2 separate regions of the Sus scrofa genome follow, and region 1 is linked to region 2. A link is a contact called in public promoter capture Hi-C data. All regions are on one chromosome and are shown on one strand. Each heading gives the region's core, a stretch centred on a gene start, on an enhancer-like site or on the middle of the called end of the contact. The rest is flanking DNA. Distances are from core to core; before and after follow the strand shown. Region 1 holds the start of SHTN1 (shootin-1). Region 2 holds the start of HSPA12A (heat shock 70 kDa protein 12A).

Region 1 (5,882 bases), core at 960-3,459, 140 kb after region 2:
GACAGATACTACCAATAATGAAAGCTCCAACAGTCTAGAATAGGTATAAAGAGTCCTTACATTGGGCGGGTGAGGTGTTATTAGAAATAAAATACTAATAGAAACCAGCCCCTCACTGAAACACTTGAGAAATTCCAGATAAAGGCACTCTGCCCATCCACTAAGATTCACTGATGCTTGTGACTGACTTTATGACATCAGGCTAATCTAGGATGGGAGCTGAAGGTACTGAGAAGGCAAAAGCCATTAACATTTACCCAGCACTTTGTAGATACTAGATAGCACAGAGGAATGTATTCTGTCCATTTTGGTGAGGTTAAATAATTTCCCCAAGGTCATACAGTTACTAAACAGTCATGCTGAGATTTGTCTTCAGGAGTGCATACTCCAGAGGAATCCACATACTGTTATGGAATGGTATGTTTATGGCGTCAAGGAGCAACAGGTCATGGTCCTGGACAGACTTCATGAAATCATCTGGTTTAGCCCTTGCCTTTAGTCAGGTAAGGCTTGATTAGCTGTAAGACACATGGAAGGGAAGTGACTCTTCCAAGTTCCCAGAGTTGCTGAGTTGAGCCAAGAGAAGTGAAAGAGCTGGGACTAAACACCACAATTAGCCACAGAGCAGGGCCCCTTCCACTACAGGGCCATGTTAGCAAGTTATTCAGAAAAGCACACGTTCCTATACAATTCACTTCCTAAATTTGTATAGTTCCTCTCTTTCTTGACCCATATTCTCAGACCACCTTTGGTCTGGATAAAAATAATTTTAAAAGGTGTTAGGATCATATATGATTAGTAATTTGGCTTTGTTCATAAGTGTTAAGTGATGAAAATGACCAACTAAAACACTTCTTTATTAGGGCATTAAAACTATTCTTTATCTAGCCACCAGTAGAAATGCATGTACATGGCCTGGCTTTCCTGCAAACCACAGCCAAGTCTTAATTCAAGAAGCCCCACACGCGCAGGCTGTTGCCTCACAGACTAATAAATTACTAAAAATGGGAAGCGTTAAAACACACCATGGTCTGAAAATCCTAGCTGGGTAAGGAAAGAGGAACTAGGCCAAAGCAGATAGAAAAGCTGGAAAGGCTGTGAAGGAGTGCCGCAGGCCTCCCAGCCTCAATGTGCAAGGGTGGGGCCAAGACTAGGGAGCAGGGCGATCAAACCGCCCCCTCTCCAAGACAACCAACCCCACCCGCTTCTCCCGCGTGGAAGGCAGTACCGTGGGACCTTGTCCGCGCCGAATCCACGTCCCTTCCCCTAAACCTGCATCACTTGCTAAGCAACCAGGGGGTAACGCTTCCCACACAGCCCGGCGAGAGAGACACTCCCAGACACCCGCATGTTACCCTCTGCCCTGGGCTCCCCAAAGCGCGCGGGGCGCGAAGGACGTTTCTCCACGGGTGACGGAGCTACTGGGGTGCCCACTGCGGCCGCATCACTTCCCGCCCAGCTTCCACCACCCCAAACCAAGCGCCCCGGAGCCGTCCCCGCCCACGGGCCGTGCTGCCCGCACCTGGCGGCCACACGCCCGCCTACCTTGCTCCTTCAGACTGGAGATGAGCTGCAGCTGCTTCTCCTCGTCCGAGCTGTTCATTTTGGCAGGTGGGGCCGGGAATTAAAGGAAAGGAGGGAGAGGCGAGGGGTGCAGAGGGAGGGGGGAAGAAAAGCAAGATGCCGGTGGCTTGCGGCTTCACTACCCGGAAGTTGGATTAGCTCCCGCTCCTCCTCCTCCTGGCGCGGAGCGCGCGGGTGAGATCATCCCCACGCACCTACTCAGCGGCCTTGGCTGCTTCACCTGCAGGCAGGCGGCAGGCTGGAGAGAAGGGCGGAGACAGGCCGGCAACTCCGGGGGTGGGGACGATGGAGGCACCCGCGGTGGCACCGGGGCCGCAACCCGTGTCCTAGCCTGCGGCGGCTACTGCGGCTCGGCTTCCTCCGCCGAAGCCGGCGCAGGAGGATGCGCAGGCGGGAGGGCGTGCGGGCCTAAGTGAGTTCTCTCTGACTTGCTCCTGCACCCCTTCTCCGCTCCCACCCACCGCGGACACCCAGATCGCGTTCAGGAGAAAACCGGCTGTGGGCCAGCAGTAAAGATATCTATGAGAAGCTCACTTTGAACGCCGCCGAAGGCCTCTTTCTGCGAGCTGCCAATGTAGAGCGGGCCATAATGGGCAAAACACAGGATTCTTCCCCAATTCTCACAAGGTGTACCTGGGCGGCCTGGGGAAACATAGATGCCCGCAGGGGCAGGCTCAGCGTTGTGCATTGGCACCTTGAAAAGCTTAAAGATACTGAAACAGGCCGGGCCTACTAAATTACAGTGAGCGAAGAAGGGTGCGGTAGTTACCAGCTCCTAGCTCCTGGTCTGGCTTCCTCCAAGCAGCAAAAGGTTTGAGAGGTGGTCAGAAGTGGGCCCTGCTGCATGTGGACTGCCGGGCCTCCCCGAACTATCTGGTTTGCGGTGGAAACTCTTCTCTTCAGGGCAGACGTCACTGCAGTCCTAATGCCAGAGGTCACACGTATGCCTGGGAGCAGAGCCTGATGGAGTAAACCCCAGAATTTGTCCCACTTCACTGCCTTCTGCACCGTTTAAACCCACCTCTGAGTTAGAGCCTGACCAGAATAGGCCGCCAGATTTCAAAATGGCGCTCCCCAAACGCCAGTTGCCAGTCAATCGATCAAGTCCAAAGACTTCAAGACTCCTATTACATGGTAATAGGAGTTCCCTTGTGGCTCAGCAGGTTAAGGACCCAGACATGTCTGTGAGTATGTGGGTTCCATCCCTGGCCTTGCTCAGTGGGTTAAGGATCCTTCGCAAGCTACAGCATAGATGGAGAAGCCGCTCACACCATTGTTGCCAGGGCTGTGGCATACGCCTCAGCTGCAGCTCCAGTCCCATTGGGCCCCTGGCCAGGGAACTTCCATATGCCACAGGCGCAGCCATAAAAAGAAAAAAAAAGGTAATAATACTAGTACCTACTCTCCTGTAAGAGTTGTAAGTGTTGAACAAGCAGAGGAAGATACACAAAATATCACATCCAGAATTCAACATTCAATAGATGGTCTTTAAAATAAATAAATAAATAAAGGTTACAAGTCTGTGAAAAGGAGGTTTTGGATGCTAATTATAAATTAAATAGGCACGCGGTTCTTTTACACTAATCATTAAGCATGCAAAATAAATCCAAATTGAATTAGGCTTACTGTACATCTTGGTTTTCCTCACTACCTCCAAGCTCTTAATGTGGGTTCTACACTAGCACAGTGTTTCTGCTAATTCCTCTTTTGCTATTTTATGTAAATATCCAACTCCATTCACTGAGTGGGTCTCCATGATGGATGGGGAAGGAGAGCTAGAACATAGATAGGTAAATGCTGTAACTAGTATCTGATATTCCTACTAAATTCTAATTCAAAAGAAAATAAAAAAACAGTAGCACTGCTTTCTCTTCTATAAAGTCAACATAATACTTTAGCATGAGTGATTTAGTGGCAGAATGATCTAAAAGGACAGCATGGTGTTTTTAAACAGAGAACTAAAATTTTGAAACTTCAAAAATAATTTTGGTATAGGCTCTTAGTCAGTCCTTTCCTAGTTTTTCAGAAGATAGTTAAGACAGTTTCAGAGCAGCTGCCCCCCCAAAATAACCAAATGGCCTTTGCCTTAACTTTACCTGAGATATCTTTTTTAAATTGTATTGAAGTACAGTTGATTTATAATGTTAATTTCTGCTGCACAGCAAAGCGACACAGTTATACATGTATATTCTTTTTCATACTCTTTTCCATTATAGTTTATCACAGGATATTGAATATAGTTGTCTGTGCTATACAATAGGACTTTGTTATTTATCTATCCTATATATAATAGTTTGCCTCTACTAATTGCAAACTCCCAATCCTTCTCTCTCCCATCCCCCTCCCCTCTGGCAATCACAAGTCTGTTCTCTATATCTAGCGAGGCTTTTTGTTTCATAGAGATGTTGATTTCTGTCATATTTTAGATATAATATCTATATGATCTGAGATGATCTCAATCCTCAGAGTTTAAAAGGCCCAGGAAACAAGAGACAATTCAGACTCAACAACATGAAAATATGAATGATATGTGCTGCCATCAGGTATTTTGCATAAAAAGAAATCATTGCTTTCTGGGAAAAAAAAATAAAGAGATCTGAGTAAAAAATAATTCATGGCCACTTAGCTTTCATACTGCAGCCAGGAAACCTGTTATACCTGATCAGTCACTCTGACTGCTGGACAATGCCAGAGGCCTCCTCCAAACCTAAATAATCAAATATTTTCTCATATAACCCAAATACCAGCAGAGAACCTGTTAAATATTTGGGTTAATTCACAAGGTTCCACTTTTTAAATGGTTGATTTAACTGTCTACTCCAATTATATAGTAATTAGTTATCACTTTTAGAGTTTAAGAATGAGTTCATTATCAAATCTACAATCAAACTATATCAAATCTACAATCAAATTAAGTGCTTTGGTCCCACACAGAATCTACAGACCCTTGAAATTAATCCTGTTTACCTTCCTTGAAATCAAATAGCCTCCTGAAATACAATATAGTATTATCTTGAGGGCATGGAATGAATTATTAGGATGGCTATTAGAGTCAATTATTGGGATTCAGATCTCCCATTACACTATGGTTTATTTATATGATATGAATATTGATGGGAAGGACAGAAGTGATAATAATTAGTTTTTGTTCTCTTTAATAATGCACATAGGGATTTATGCTGCAGGCAGCACAATGAATTCATTACCCTCTATATAAAAAGTAATTTAAAACCTCTAAGATGTATATACATGTGTATATACACAGACATATATGGACAGAGAGAGAGGAAGGAGAAACTTATGAAAAACAAGTTGAAAGAATTATGTACCAAACTCAGGATAATGACTGCCTCTAAGGGCTAGAAAGTAGAGGAAAAGGCCCAAGGAGTGAAGAGCGGATTGGGAGAGAACAGTGGCCAAAGGGTGTTCTCGTTAATGTTTGCTTGTGTTTCCAGGAAATTAAAGTAAAATCCCATTATGTAATCCTTTGAGGTACATAAATAAAACTGAAATATAATACAAAAAGAAGGTTCATTTCCTTTGATCCACTGATTCCATATTAGAGAATCTAACCCTAGAAGGCTTTGTATAGAGCTATTTATTATAATGTTAATTATGATCTCAAAATAACATTGCAACAGTATTTAACAATAAAAAGAAATAAAGTATCCATACATGCTACACCATGGATAAACTTTGAAAACATTATGCTATGTGAAAAAGCCAGTCAGAAAACACCAGACATTGTATGTTTCTGTTTATACAGATTGTCCAGAATAGGTAAATCCATAGAGAGAGAAAGTTGACGGGTCATTGTCTAGGACTGGGGCTACTGGGGAACTTAGTAAGCAGCTACTAGCAGCTATGGGGTTTCTTATTGGGGTGATAAAATTTTCTAAAATTGTGGAGATGGCTGAACAACTCTGAATATATTCAAAACCTTAAGGTTGTACACTTTAAGTGTATATTTTTGCATAGGAGAGTTTGGTGGTATGTGAATTATATCAATAAAGCTGTTATAAAAAACAAGTTTTCAGAAGAGAACAATACACTACTTATATAACTCTATTAAATTTATAAGTTTCTTGTCTAAATGAATATTTTTCCTTTTTCAAATATTTGTATATATAATAATAATACTTTTTACTAAACATTATTTCATATATATTTTATCTTGTACCAACATAATCTACAGATTTACTCATTACCACTCCATTATATCAATGAATACTTAGCCATTTTCAAATTCTTAGATATTTGAGTTGTTACTATACATATTCTTTATATATATTCCATCA
Region 2 (6,032 bases), core at 1,198-3,697:
ACCTCAAGTTCTACAATCCAAAACCAAATGCACCATATTCCCTCCATCAAAACCAGATCACTCTCTCATTTACCCCATTTCTCTCAACTGAGACAGAATTCTACACGCTATCCTTGATAGAGTCATCTTTGATTCCCCAACCCCACATCCAATCACTCAAAGGGGATTTTCATCTTTCCTTCCTATTACCTGCCTCATCCTTCTCTTCCATTGCTACCATTACTGTTTAGGCTCTTACATCTATGTTATTTTCTGCCTGGGTCTTCTGATTTTTGTAACCAAACACCCCCCGAAGCCTACCAACCACCTCTCACAACACCACTTTCATCTTGCCTAGCCTCTATTCAGAAGTTAGAGGGCTCCCCACTCTTACAGAATCATATCCCAGTCCCTTCACAATCTCACCTCGGACTGCTTTTCCATTCTTATTTCTTACTGTTCTTGAAAATAAACCCTTTGCTTGAGCCAGCCTGGTGTACAGCCTGTCTTCACCCAACTCCAAAACACCTGATTGTGAATTAAGGGTTTATTATGTATAAAATCCATTCATTCACTCAACAAACATTTAGTGACTCTCTACTCTCTCAGGTAATGTACTTATGCTGGGAATGCACTGGTGAACAAGACAGATCAAGTCCATGCCCTCAGGGAATTTAGAGGCCAGTGGGTTACAGAGGGGACAGACATCTCGGTCCCATCGCAGGACACTTCCAATCTCCCAGGAAAACATCAAATGAGTCAAGACGGCCCTAGAGGCTGGATTCTGTGGCTCCAGCTCCAAGCGGAGAGGGAGTGTAGAAGAAAGGAAGGGCTGGCCGCCATGGGAGCTGGAGTGGGGAGCATGGCTTCCTTGAAGATGTGGGACTCAACAGGCATTAAAGAAGAAAAGGATGGGCGTGTGAGCGAAGGGGATGCCCTCCATCTAAAGGGGTATGAGGAAAGGAAGAATGGTGGAATGGAAACAGCAGCAGCAGCACTGGCTTATTCTGAGCAAAGGTCATTCAGCAGAGAACATGTCCCTGCCAGGCCCCAGGCTCTGCTGTGGACATGAAAATGACAGACCTCACTCCTACCATGGAGGGATTTCCATCCAGCAAGACTAAGGTAGACCCGTGCTGATCTATTACACTCCAGAGAGTGAAATGTTCCATTAGAGAACTGGAGAAAATACAGAGGGAGTTCAGAAGGAGGCATGTCGGGTTCCTGCAGCAGTATTTATAGAAGCACATTATTTTTATACAGCCTACCTGCCTCTACTGAAAATAGCTATGTTCCAAAGTGTTTTCTCACTCATTTTCTCATTTTATTTGAACTGACTGGTGAAAGCAGGCAGCGTAGTTAAGATTGTTTTCCAGATGAGCAAAGTGCAGCATGAATGTTTTAAATGCTCTGCTTAGGTCACGAATACAAACAGGCAAGAGTTGAACAAGAACACCCAGTCCATCTCAGCCCTTTCCTGAAGCAGAAGTATCCAGAGCAGAGGGCGCCCATTAAAGAAGTTCTATAATTGCACCTGGCAGGTGGAACGAAGCCAAGCAGGCAGTCTCAATTTAAAAGGGCGAGATGCAGGTTCTGGAGAGGGAACATGACCCAATGACAGTCCTCCATTTCTGCTTCTCCTCAAGTCCTGCCTGCTAACACCCCCACCCCGAGGCCTGTCCTTAAGGTTCACCCCCAATTTTTCGGCCTACACTGTTTCTTTCTTCTACTGATTTCACCCCGCTTTTCTCTCCAGGACAGCGCAGTAAGCCCAACCAGCACACTGCGCGGCTCGGGGAAGGTAGTTAAATATCGGTCCAATGAATGAATTCCTGGGACCCCCACAGCTTGGTAAGGATGTCTAGAGTTCTCATAATCCTCCCAGGGAAGTGGGCCGGAACGGGCCGCCCCCACAGAGGCTCCCCGACCGCGAGGAACGATAGGGTGGGTGGAGGAAGCCTGACGGCCCGAGTTCCAGGGCCCCCGGGAAGCCGGCGCACCACCGCAGGCTCGAGTCCCCCAGCTGGAAGCCAGGGTTCCCACGCTTCCGCAAAAAGCGCTGCGTGAGAGCGTGAACCACTTTCCCGTCGAGAAAGTAGTGGAAAAAGACGCCGGGAGCGTGCTAGGCTCAGGAAGCAAGGAGCCCAACCCCGGGGGCCAAAGCCTCAGGAAGAGGGAGGGAGGGAGGAGGGGGAAGGAGCCATTCGCGGCTCCAGCCGCGGGAAGAACCCGGGGCTGGAAGCATCGCGAGATCTGAGGTCGTGATCTCGCTGCGTTGCCTAGCGACGGGGAGGACGCTCACGGGCCCCCAAGCTAACCCCCGCTGTAGCCTTAAATCTCCTACCATGGGGGAAGAAGGCGGCGGCCGCAGCTGTGGGACCACTAGGGAGCTGCAGAAGCTGAAGCAGCAGGCGTTGGAGTACTACCGGGAGAACGACGTTCCGCGCAGGCTGGAAGAGCTGCTCAACTCCACCTTCTACCTCCAGCCTGCCGACGTCTACGGGCACCTGGTAGGGACCTGGGACAGGAACCCTCTTCCCTCCAGCCCCTCTCCCCCGCCCCGCTCTGCGGCAATGCAGTGCGCCTGCGCCGCAGAGTCGCGCACGCGCGCCGCCGCCGCCGGGGGTCGTGGGGTGGTGGTTGTGCAGAGTTGCCACCGTGAAGAAAGAAGCAGAGCGGAAACCTGGGCGCAGGAGTCTCGAGAGAGAGAAAGTGGTGGACTGGAATCAGCTAGAGGAAAGAGGATTGTAGGCGGATTTGTAGCTACGGCGACTGCTCAGAGCCTGGCAGGTGTCCTTGTGGGCTCGCCTGCCAGTTGTCTTTTTAATCACGGAACTTAATACTCTGTAGCTCAGTTTACCAACCTTCAGTGGCCTCCTTTTGACCCCGGGATGGACGCCTTGGCATTTGCCACAACTTGGCCTCAGCCTATCCTGGGGCCTCAAACCCAGTAGGCTCCCATCGTGCCAAGTTTCAACCTATACTCCTTGGCTTCTGCGCCCTTGTCTACCTGGATGTCCATCCCACCTGACCAGCTCCCACCTAAACTTCAGATATAATCAAAATCCTGCCCATTTTATCCTGGACTAATCGTCCTTCAGTGTTCTTGTAGCATTCTCTGAAACCCTCCCTAGCCTGCTTTAGAGCTGTGCCCCTGGATCTAGTCTGGCACATACTTTTGCTTTTTTTGGGGGGGGGGGGTTTGCTTTAAAAACCTCCGCAGCATGTGGATGTTCTCAGGCTAGGTGTCAAATGGGAGCTGCAGCTGCAGGCCTACACCACAGCCAGAGCAACATCAGATGGGAGCCTCTGAGACATACACCACAGCTCACGACAATACCAGATCCTTAACCCACTAAGTGAGGCCAGGGGTGGAACCCATAACCTCATGGTTCCTAGTGGAATTCGTTTCCACTGCAACACTGTGGGAGCTCAGTCCATCTGACACACACCTTTACCTTAAGCAGTGGGCAGCTGGAACAAATACAAGCGTTTTCTCATTTCTAGAACCATAAGTACTAACCAACACCTACCTTCTGGAAGGCATCATGGTTGGGACTGGCAGGAATTTGCACCACGGCGAAGCACTAAGAAGCATGATGTGTTCACAGGGTTCAAGACCACATCTTGTTGAAGCGGTTAATATAAGGGATGTTCCACAGATGTTCATTTTTCTTGGTCACGGCCCATACGTCAGATTGGGGGAGGGCAGTGTTTACTGAGCACCTTGTGCTTTATGTGATTTCACTTCATCCCTAGGACCATGGTGAGATAAACATGATTCCTATTTTGCAAATAAAGGAATTGTGGCCCAGTAAATTTAAATGATTTTCCCAAGGGACACAGTAAATGACAGTAACACATCAAACCTGGTCTGTGTCCCTGGTACCTAGTAGAGGGCATGATGCATGATGGACTCTCAGGAACTATTTATAGGATGAAGGAGTGAAGGCAATGCGGCATTCCATTCTCTTTCCACTGTCTCTGTTTAGAGGAATTCCTGAAATTTAACTCGTCTAACTTCCTCATTTCATGAAGACCTTATCTCATAGCGACTCAGTCCAAAAGGAAAGACTGGAAACTTGGACTCTTGTCCCAAGTGTAATGCTCTTCCCAGTCTATTAGGCAGCAGGGACTTTGGTTAGCACAGCTCTCTGGGATCTTATACCTCAGTTAGGGGTGAATGCTGATGATACATGAGATGACTGGATAGGGTGATATATGCTGCTGTGCTGGCCTGAGGAATAGATCACCTGTGAGCCTGTGAAAAGGGATTCGTGGATGGGGCATATCCCTGTGGGCTGTGGTTTGGCTGGGAGTTTGGCTTGGGTTTGAAGGATGTTCAGGAATTGGGTTGGCAAAATGGCAACCTCCTTCTCGTTTCTCAGTCCTTGCCCTAGTTTTGGCCATCCTGATTCTTACCTAGTCTCTCCCTCTGCGAAGTCCATCCCACATTAGTGCTCCTAATCTTCAATCTGACCTTCTTTCTCTTGCTCAGAAGCCTTCTGTGGTTCTCCCTTGCATGCTGAGTGAGATCACACAGCGTGACTCATAATGCTTCCCCAGACCTCAGTAACGGGCGTATTTCTCCTGTGCCCTCCCCAGAGGCCCACTGACTTTTCCCTGAAGCAAGAACTTCCCCACGTCCATCCCCTCTGGTTTTCCTATTCTCTCTGCTGGAAGTATCTGCCCTCAACTTCTTCCCTTGTCTGCCTATTGAAATACTACACAAGCTCCAGCGTTCAGCTCAAATGCCATTTCTTCTACACGTCTTTTACATATTAGAGGAATTCAGGAATGGGAAAGATGCCTGTGGGCAGTAGAATACTATTTACACCTTGATAAAATGTGTAATTGAGGTTGTGATTGGGAATCAGGCAGATCTGGATTTGATTCTTGGCCCTGCCGTGTGGTAGCAGTCATAAACCCCTAGATTGATGGCCCCGGTGAACCACACCAACAGTGGGAACCATCTTGAATCTTTTTACTCAGGCTCCTTGAGTGGACTTTTCCCTCAGCTTCACTCTCTTTCTTCTGTCTCTTTCTTGGATGACTCCCAAATGACTTCTGCTCTTCCACATCAATGAAACTGCTCTTGCTAATTTCCCAAGAGTCCTCTAGTTCTAGGCATGAACTGATGGTAAGTGAAATACAGCCTCTACCCAAATCTTCACCATTAAAATAGCAGATGCCTTGTGGAAGGAATAAAAATGGACCCACGTAAGGTTTCTCAGATTTGAGTTCATTCTAGTGTTCTAGAGACCAATTGACTTCAGGATCTTGGACAAAAGGATAGGTTAGGGCCCACTAAAGAGTGACCTGGGGAGCTCCCTTCGTGGCTCAGTGCTTAATGATCCCGACGAGGATCCAAGAGGTTTGGGGTTCGATCCCTGGCCTCGTTCAGTGGGTTAAGGATCTGGCGTTTCTGTGAGCTATGGTGTAGGCCAGCAGCTGTAGCTCCGATTTGTCCCCTAGCCTGGGAACTTGCATATGCTGTGAATGCAGCCCTAAAAAACAAAACATAAATAAATAAATAAAAAGTGTGACATGGACCTTTCAGTTAAGACCTATATGCGAGTTTCCGCTGGGAGTTCAAAAGACAAATTACAAATCTCTGTACGTCCCCACAGTGCTGCTGGATTAATCCCAGCCTAAGGAAGACATGCAAAGAGGTTTAGTAGAAACTAGAGTAAATGTGAATGACCTGTTAAATATAAATTAGATGTGCTATGGTGATTTTTGTGTTTTTTTGTTTGTTGAAGGCAAACTGCTTTTCTAAACTTGCAAAGCCTCCCACCATATACAAAGTAGTGGGGAAAAATGTACTGGATGGCCTGGGGCTTCCAACCTTACAAGTGGAAATATTCTGCACCATTCAAAATTTTCCCAAGGTAGGAGGCTGCTTGAATGTGTTCCGCATTGTGTCCTGGCTGTACTTCATTTATTAGCATTTACTGTCTAAATTGTGGAAAAGCAATGTGTTGAAATTCAGTGTCTGTGAAACACACACACACACACACACATTTGTAGATAGTCGTGTACACAAAGCATGA

What was found. Promoter capture Hi-C pulls out the DNA fragments that hold promoters and counts their contacts.
Region 1: a contact with region 2 is called in a promoter capture Hi-C map of liver, with 5 times the contacts expected there. The contact joins the promoter of SHTN1 here to the promoter of HSPA12A in region 2. A contact is called at or near these places in 1 of 5 promoter capture datasets (liver), 6 of 47 Hi-C or Micro-C datasets (embryonic fibroblasts, liver and skeletal muscle) and 1 of 2 datasets of contacts at active chromatin or transcription factors (alveolar macrophages).

What each region holds. Positions count from the first base shown.
Region 1 is chr14:127,173,013-127,178,894 of Sscrofa11.1, forward strand. SHTN1 (shootin-1) reads right to left here and starts at 2,210. Exons shown (of 15, transcript XM_005671487.3): 1 at 1,546-2,210. The coding sequence starts at 1,603.
Region 2 is chr14:127,034,712-127,040,743 of Sscrofa11.1, forward strand. HSPA12A (heat shock 70 kDa protein 12A) reads right to left here and starts at 2,448. Exons shown (of 17, transcript XM_021073398.1): 1 at 2,324-2,448. It overlaps ENO4 (enolase 4), which reads left to right. Exons shown (of 13, transcript XM_021073404.1): 1 at 1-2,489; 2 at 5,742-5,870. The coding sequence starts at 2,325.